2 separate regions of the Danio rerio genome follow, and region 2 is linked to region 1. The links are chromatin contacts, called in public HiCAR-type maps. All regions are on one chromosome and are shown on one strand. Each heading gives the region's core, a stretch centred on a gene start, on an enhancer-like site or on the middle of the called end of the contact. The rest is flanking DNA. Distances are from core to core; before and after follow the strand shown.

Region 1 (3,449 bases), core at 471-2,970:
CAGTTTCTAGAGAAACTGAATATTAATTGAGAAAACAGTGGGCGTGGCTTGTTTTTTCTTCATTGAGCTGATTGGATGTAGTAAAGTAGGCATTACATTCAGAAAGATCTGGAAAAGAGTTTGGGGAGAGTTATTACAACCTGACAGACTCCTCTTCCTCACCATCTCTGTTTGTTATCAAAACTGACAGCTGGAGGGGCGTGGTTAAGTATGTTAGCCACGCCCAATTTCTCAGACACGTGAGAGTTTAACTGAAAACAAACAGGAAGTGCATTTTCAGATTTAGATTACAAGGGCAAACTATTGTATTTTTTCTTAAAGATATTCACAGATGAACGGTTCAACACAAAATTAGCAATGTGAGCTAACTAAATCAATAGCTGCATCCCAAATGGCACATTATGCACTTATGTACTTTGTACTTATGCACTTACACACTCAACAACATAGTATATGTATGTAGTGTCGTCCCAAATGGAACACTAATGTTTTTTACTAAGCAGAAATTCAATCCGTTTCCCTGATGATGTTTGACGGTCGCCAAAATAGTGAAATTAATGACCAAACAACCCAATAATACCTGCCATGAGTATAACTGCATTCACTATCAGGAGGTGCTATAATCACTCTCATAGGAGAGTTTTGCCTTCACAATCCAAAATACATAAAGTTATCCAACATGTGCGCCCGATAACTCTGCCCCTTCCGCTATGTGAACAAACCTGCGGTCGCTGGGTGCATGAAGTATCCATCATTACACACTTCATTTTACCGGTTGAATGAGTGCATCATCTGGGTAATTAAAGTGCACTTATTATTTGTACAGTTTTCAGTGTGAACGCACTACTTACACTATTAATACAACAAAATGGCATAGAATAGTGCAAAAGTATGCGATTTGGGACGCAACTAATATAGTTTGTTTTGATTTCATGTGTACTTTAAAGGGTTAGTTCACCCAAAACCAAAAATTCTGACATAATTTACTCACCCTTCACTTGTTTGACTTAATTTTTTTTGGTTAAACATAAAAGAAGATAGTTTGAAGAATGTTGAAAACCTGTTGACTTCCATTGAATTTGTCCTACTATTAAAGTGTTTCTTCAAAATATCTTCTTTTATGTTCACAAGTTTTGTCTTCTCCTAATAAAGGTTTAGAACCACTTGAAGGTGAGTACATTTTCATTTTTGGATCAACTATCCCTTTAACATCAATGAACTAAATGAATGCAACCCACTTATTCTTTGTGTCATTTGTTAAATAGCTCAGAGTGCAAGTAAATCACACTTTTCTTCAATGCAAAAATGCATCATTCAGAGTTCCCCAATGATATATTTCCCTCCAGAAATGGCCGTAACCCAGATAGTGATGATTCAGAGTGGAATTAAGAGCAAATCCAGCCTTTTCCAGCAGCAGATAACACTGCCGCACAATGCACCAGGTGTGCAGCTGCGTGTGTGTGTGTGTGTGAGTGTGTCCCACTGCAGTCTGCAAGCCGAGCGCAGACAGACTCCAGGGAAAGCACGATGTAATCTCAAAAGCGCACTCGTTTTCTTTTCTTTACCTCCCTTTCCTTCCTTTTGTCCCCTCCCCTTCTCGTTTTCTTCTCTTTCTTTCTTTTTTTTTTTCGGTGAGGAACTCAAAGCATTAGCAGCAGCCACAGCACTTCCTGGTTGTGTTGGTGGGCAGGTCCAAAGAGCGTGATTGGCGCTTGAGTTCAGTGCTCTGCGCAGTGCTGCTGTTTCTCACACACACAGTGGCGCAACCAGCAGCCACACGCGCTCTATCTGTTCCTCTCTCTCTCTTTCTCCTCCTCTCTGAGAATGGTCCACCCGGTGCCTGAGGCTCTGCTGTCGAGGCCTGACGCCTGCGTCTGATCTCTCTCACACACACACACACACATATATACGCGCACTCAGTAGTAACCATGATGTGAGAGGTAAGAACTGCTTTTCTTGTCTGTCTCGCTCTCTCTGTCTGTCTGTGTCTCTCTCTTGTGCAGTTCTAACAGCACTGCACCACTTCGTTTTGTGCATTGGTTGTTCATTCAATGTGTGTGGGCTGACTTTATAGATTGCAAACAAATCTCAGTGGCGTTCGGAGGGGGGGGAAAGTTGCATCCGTGCATTTTTGGCAGGAAACGGCCCTCGCGCAGGTACTCCCCCACCCGTTGGAGACCGGCTACTTGTTTAGACAGTGGCAACCGTGCGATTGGTTAACAGTTCAACCAGAGAGACTTATCGTTTTTTTTTAACCCCCCCCACCCCCCTCCCTTCAAGTCTCACTTCCCTTCTGTTTGTTTTATGCGCGTACCAGCGCGTGTAGGGTTTTTTTCTTCCCCCCTCTCTCTCTCTCTCACTCTCTTTGCATATGCTCAGCCCTAAGAGCCTCCCCCCACATGTAAATTACGTGTGACATGTTTAACTGCTGTTTCCTAATATGGCTTGTGCTAGATTTCAGAGCGGTAGGACCCAGTCAGGCACCCTGGGACTGCACAGGGGCGTGTGAGAGAGAGCGTAGCTGTCTGCGAGAGGCAAACGAGAGGGGAGAGAGAGAGAGAGATGTTGACGCAGGTTTTCACTTCTGTCTGAGTGCGTCACTCTTCCGTGCAGTCATGTAAGTAAACGCCGAACACGCTCTCACTGCAGGGAGAAACATATGGATTCAGGTCTGCTCGATTTCTACGCTGAAGGGAAACATGTCAGATAACAGGTTATGTGACTTTTAGGACACTTGAACGTGAGTTATTGTTTGACTCTGCAGAGTGTTGAAACATCAGAGAAACACTGAGTGTCGTCACGTCTTGCTTGTATATGATTGAAGCAGTTGGTTTGAGTGTTTGAAGATGTATTTGTTGTTTGGCTTTGGGGGAGGATGGAAAATAAACTAATGATCTGTCGGGGTGGGCTGGCGACAACTCTTTGGGTTTTGTCGACGGCGCGCTGGAGTTGAGAAAGTGAAAGTGTTGAGAAAACAAGCACATGGAGGCTTTATAAGGAAGCACGCTTCACTTTAGTTTGATGCAATTCGCATCTGATTCTGTTTAGACTCGCTCTGAATTGATTTCTGCTTTAAACTGTGGATTATAGTGTTGATGCAAATTGACTGTTGGTTTAATCCCATATGTTTGCTATTATAAGTCTGTTGTGATGATTAATGCGCTACACCTGAGTTAGATAGCGTAATAGCACATCTGGTTGTTTCCACTGTCTCATATCTTTGAGTTTTTTGTCTTAGTGGCATTCTTGCATTTCTTCTGTAAAGGATGTTTTTACATGTGTTTTTTACATGCAGACCTATCTTTTTACATGCATGCCATATTTAATGTCACTTAAAGAACATGTTTGAAGATTTAAAAAGTGGATTAATGAATGACATTTAAATTCCTTAGTAGAATGGATTTTTTTAGCGCTTCTTTTTTAGCATTTCTTTCATTTTCTTGTGTTTA
Region 2 (3,449 bases), core at 310-2,809, 48 kb after region 1:
GGTGGGGTTTTGTGCCACGCCTCCTTTTAAAAATCTTGCATTTTCATATGACTGAATTTGTATGAATTAGCCACTAAGTTGACAAAATGTAGGTTAGTTAAGTTTCCTCGTGAGATCAGGCTGGATTCAGACTAAGCCCCTCCCCCAGAGAAACATCAGTCTATAGAGGTTGATAATTGGCTTCTTTACTACAAGGCGGGGCTTGTTTTGTTTGAGCATCCACATTGATCAATGCATTCAAATCTGTGCGAGAAAAACGTCTGGTGTGAACTATAGCCCAGTGGTCCTCCAGACCAGCTGGTCACCACTTGACAATTTTAAACAACCTGGGGGAGGGGGGTGGTGGGGGTTAGGGTGTACAGCGACCGTCAACCATTTTCTCAAAGGGTGACGGGCTGACAAAACATTTCTCCAACTCTGATACAAGTTTTATTTACAGAGAAAATTAAAAAGCACTGCAATGTTTGTGTGTTCTGTGGCATATTGCATGGAAAGTATGAAGCTGATTGGTCAGTTCTTGTCACGTGACACGGCATTCAGAAAAGGTGAGATGTTTTCACCTAGGAGTTGTAAACACGTCTCACCGCGCTTACGTGCGCACCTCCATTCGAAATAACGAACTTGAGCGAGAAAAAGACGCGAAATGTGAACAGCAGCCATCATTTTTGATCTCCAGCAGTTGATCCTCTTGCACAGACATGCTAAATTTATCTGTTTTGTTGACAACTGGGTTTCGGATCCATTCCTTGGCAGTTCATGGGTCTTTCACTGGGCCTATTCCCCTTCGCAAAGAAATTTTCAAAAGACCTCTGTTTCTTGCTCAATTTTGCTTGTGGGTTCGATTTTGGTGCTCAAGTGACCGAGATGTAAGCAAGAGAATTTTTCAAAATAAAAGATCGTTCAGACTCAGATAATAAATAAAATGAAAATAATTAATAATTTCTTCTGTGGCCCAGTACCAATTGATCTACAGACTGGTATGGGTCCGCAGCCTGGGGATTTGGTACCACTGCAATAGCCTTCGCTAGTATATATATAGGTTGTTAAATCCAAATCTTGATATGATTTTGAAAGTTTAAGGTTTTTAAAAATCATTAATTGCCAAAATGCAAACAAATACAGTGGACAACTTGATTTGTTTATGCCTTCCATAATCAGCAGAAATAATCCATAATTAATCATCTGATCATTTATTTATATCATTATGGCTGCAGATATATTGTGCATCGGTAGATATAACTGCCAATTTACTGTTGTGTGACCAAATAAAACATGTTTTTGCCTTCAGAATATGCATTTTCTGTAAGGTAAATAGCGTAAACATTACATAAAACATGCCAGGTGTCCTTCTGACAGCAGCAAAGCACTCTAGGAGTCATGCGCTAGAGGACATGCGGATGAGTTTTTAAAAAACTTTAAACCTAAATTGGCCCCTGAAAGTCAGATACACAGCTTATCAGGAACGCCCTGACCTACTTCAGTGTGTGTGTGTGTGTGTGTGTAGCTGTTAGAGGGAGATTTGCGCTGCGTGACTCAGCTTCTATTGAACTCTGGGAGTGGACCCTGCACTTCCTGTAGAGCTCAACAGGCTGAGTCATCAAAGCTCTGACTGACAGGAAACACATCATCAACCACAACGCATAAATCATTGAGAGGGAGGAGCCAGCAAGATGCATTATTCATAAGCGCAGTGACCAAAACACACACAGTACACATGATGTGCTGCATTTATGGGAGAAAAAAAATATCACATGGGCACGTTTGATGATCTGTTTTGCCATAATAGAGTGTCATAAGTACATTTTGTGTGTGTGAAGCGTTATATTATCGTTGGAATGCATATAATAAGACATTTTTGAGGCAGTGTGTGTGGGTCTCTTTGAAAACAGACACTCTGGTGGTACAGATGTGACCGGTCCTCCACAGACTGTTTGTTCAAAAGTCGTGTCTGTCGTGGTCGTGGTTTCCTAGCAACAGAGCCCTCCATCTAAGCCCGGCTCATTCTGATGTGTATTTATGAAACGGCTCGAACACACACTGAATACAATTATCAAGGCCTTTGAATAATGAAGAAAGACAGAAGAGAGGAGTCAGGTTTTAAATGCTTTTGTCATGCAAACGAATCTGTTGATAAGTTATATATTCTCAATCTCTGATCATGAACAGACATTACAGTTATTGAATATACAGCTTACTTGGATGCTTGATTTTGATTAGTCAGTCATTTTATATTAATTAAATGTTTTGCTTACTGTAATTGTACAGTTGTTATATTCTTTAAAGAACTCCCTTTTTTACATTTTCAGCTTTAATTACTGATTTATTTTGCTGTTTGTGCATGAAAAAGATCTGTAACGTCATTATTAACATAAAGCCACTCTAAAGCAGGTTATAATCTGTATTAGTAAGCAATCGTTCTCCCTCAAACTGTGGTATATATACACTCACCGACCACTTTATTAGGTATATCTTACTAGTACCATGTTGGACCTCCTTTTGCCTTCAGAACTGCCTTAATCCTTCGTAGTAGAGATTTTGGTCCATATTGACATGACAGCATCACGCAGTTGCTGCAGATTTGTCAGCTGCACATCCATGATGTTTGAGAAACCGGTCTGAAATAATTTGTGCTATATGACATTATCCTGCTGGAAGTAGCCATCAAATGATGGGTACACTGTGGTCATAAAAGGATGGACATGGTCAGCAACAATACTCGGGTAGGCTGTGGCATTGAAACGATGCTCAATGGGTACTAATGGGCCCAAAGCGTGCCACACCATTACACCACCACCACCAGCCTGAACCACTGATACAAGGCAGTATCCATGTGTTCATATTGTTGACGCCAAATTTTGACCCTACCGAATGTCGCAGCAGAAATTGAGACTCATCAGACCAGGCAACGTTTTTTCCAATCTTCTATTGTCCAATTTTGGTGAGCCTGTGTGAATTGTAGCGTCAGTTTCCTGTTCTTGGCTGACCGGAGTGGCACCCGGTGTGCGCTTCTGCTGCTGTAGCCCATCCGCCTCAAGGTTGGATGTGTTGTGTGTTCAGAGATGCTCCTCTTCATACCTCGGTTGTAACGAGTGGTTATTTGAGTTAGTGTTGCTTTTCTGGCTTGTTGCTCGAACCAGTCTGGCCATTCTCCTTTGGCCTCCGGCATCAACAAGGCATTTGTGCCTACAGAACTACCGCTCACTAGATATTTTCTCCTTTTCTGACCATTCTTTGTAAACCTTAGAGATGGTTGTGTGTCCCAGTAGATCAGCTGTTTCTGAAATACTCAGACCAGCCCGTCTGGCACCAACAACCATACTACATTCAAAGTCACTTAAATCACCTTTCTTCCTCATTCTGATGCTCGGTTTACACTGCAGCACATCGTCTTGACCATGTCTACATGCTAAAATCCATTGAGTTGCTGCCATGTGATTGGCTGATTAGAA

Evidence for each region. HiCAR-type assays count read pairs that join an accessible place to other places.
Region 2: a contact with region 1 is called in a HiCAR-type map of caudal fin, with 2.9 times the contacts expected there. The contact joins two enhancer-like sites. A contact is called at or near these places in 3 of 18 Hi-C or Micro-C datasets (caudal fin, skeletal muscle and an unstated tissue) and 1 of 4 datasets of contacts at active chromatin or transcription factors (caudal fin).

What each region holds. Positions count from the first base shown.
Region 1 is chr2:50,975,516-50,978,964 of GRCz12tu, forward strand. No RefSeq gene overlaps it. Among named protein-coding and RNA genes, the nearest start is that of mbnl1, 23 kb to the right of the region's middle. Within about 2 kb of position 1,721, at least 58 of the 62 cell types and tissues checked have an H3K27ac peak or open chromatin away from gene starts, as enhancers often do. A contact at or near this core is called in caudal fin and skeletal muscle, where this site is marked.
Region 2 is chr2:51,023,427-51,026,875 of GRCz12tu, forward strand. All of the region lies in intron 1 of mbnl1 (muscleblind-like splicing regulator 1), which reads left to right. LOC141378855 (a long non-coding RNA gene) reads left to right here. Exons shown (of 2, transcript XR_012394375.1): 2 at 1-923. Among named protein-coding and RNA genes, the nearest start is that of mbnl1, 24 kb to the left of the region's middle. Within about 2 kb of position 1,560, at least 46 of the 62 cell types and tissues checked have an H3K27ac peak or open chromatin away from gene starts, as enhancers often do. A contact at or near this core is called in caudal fin and skeletal muscle, where this site is marked.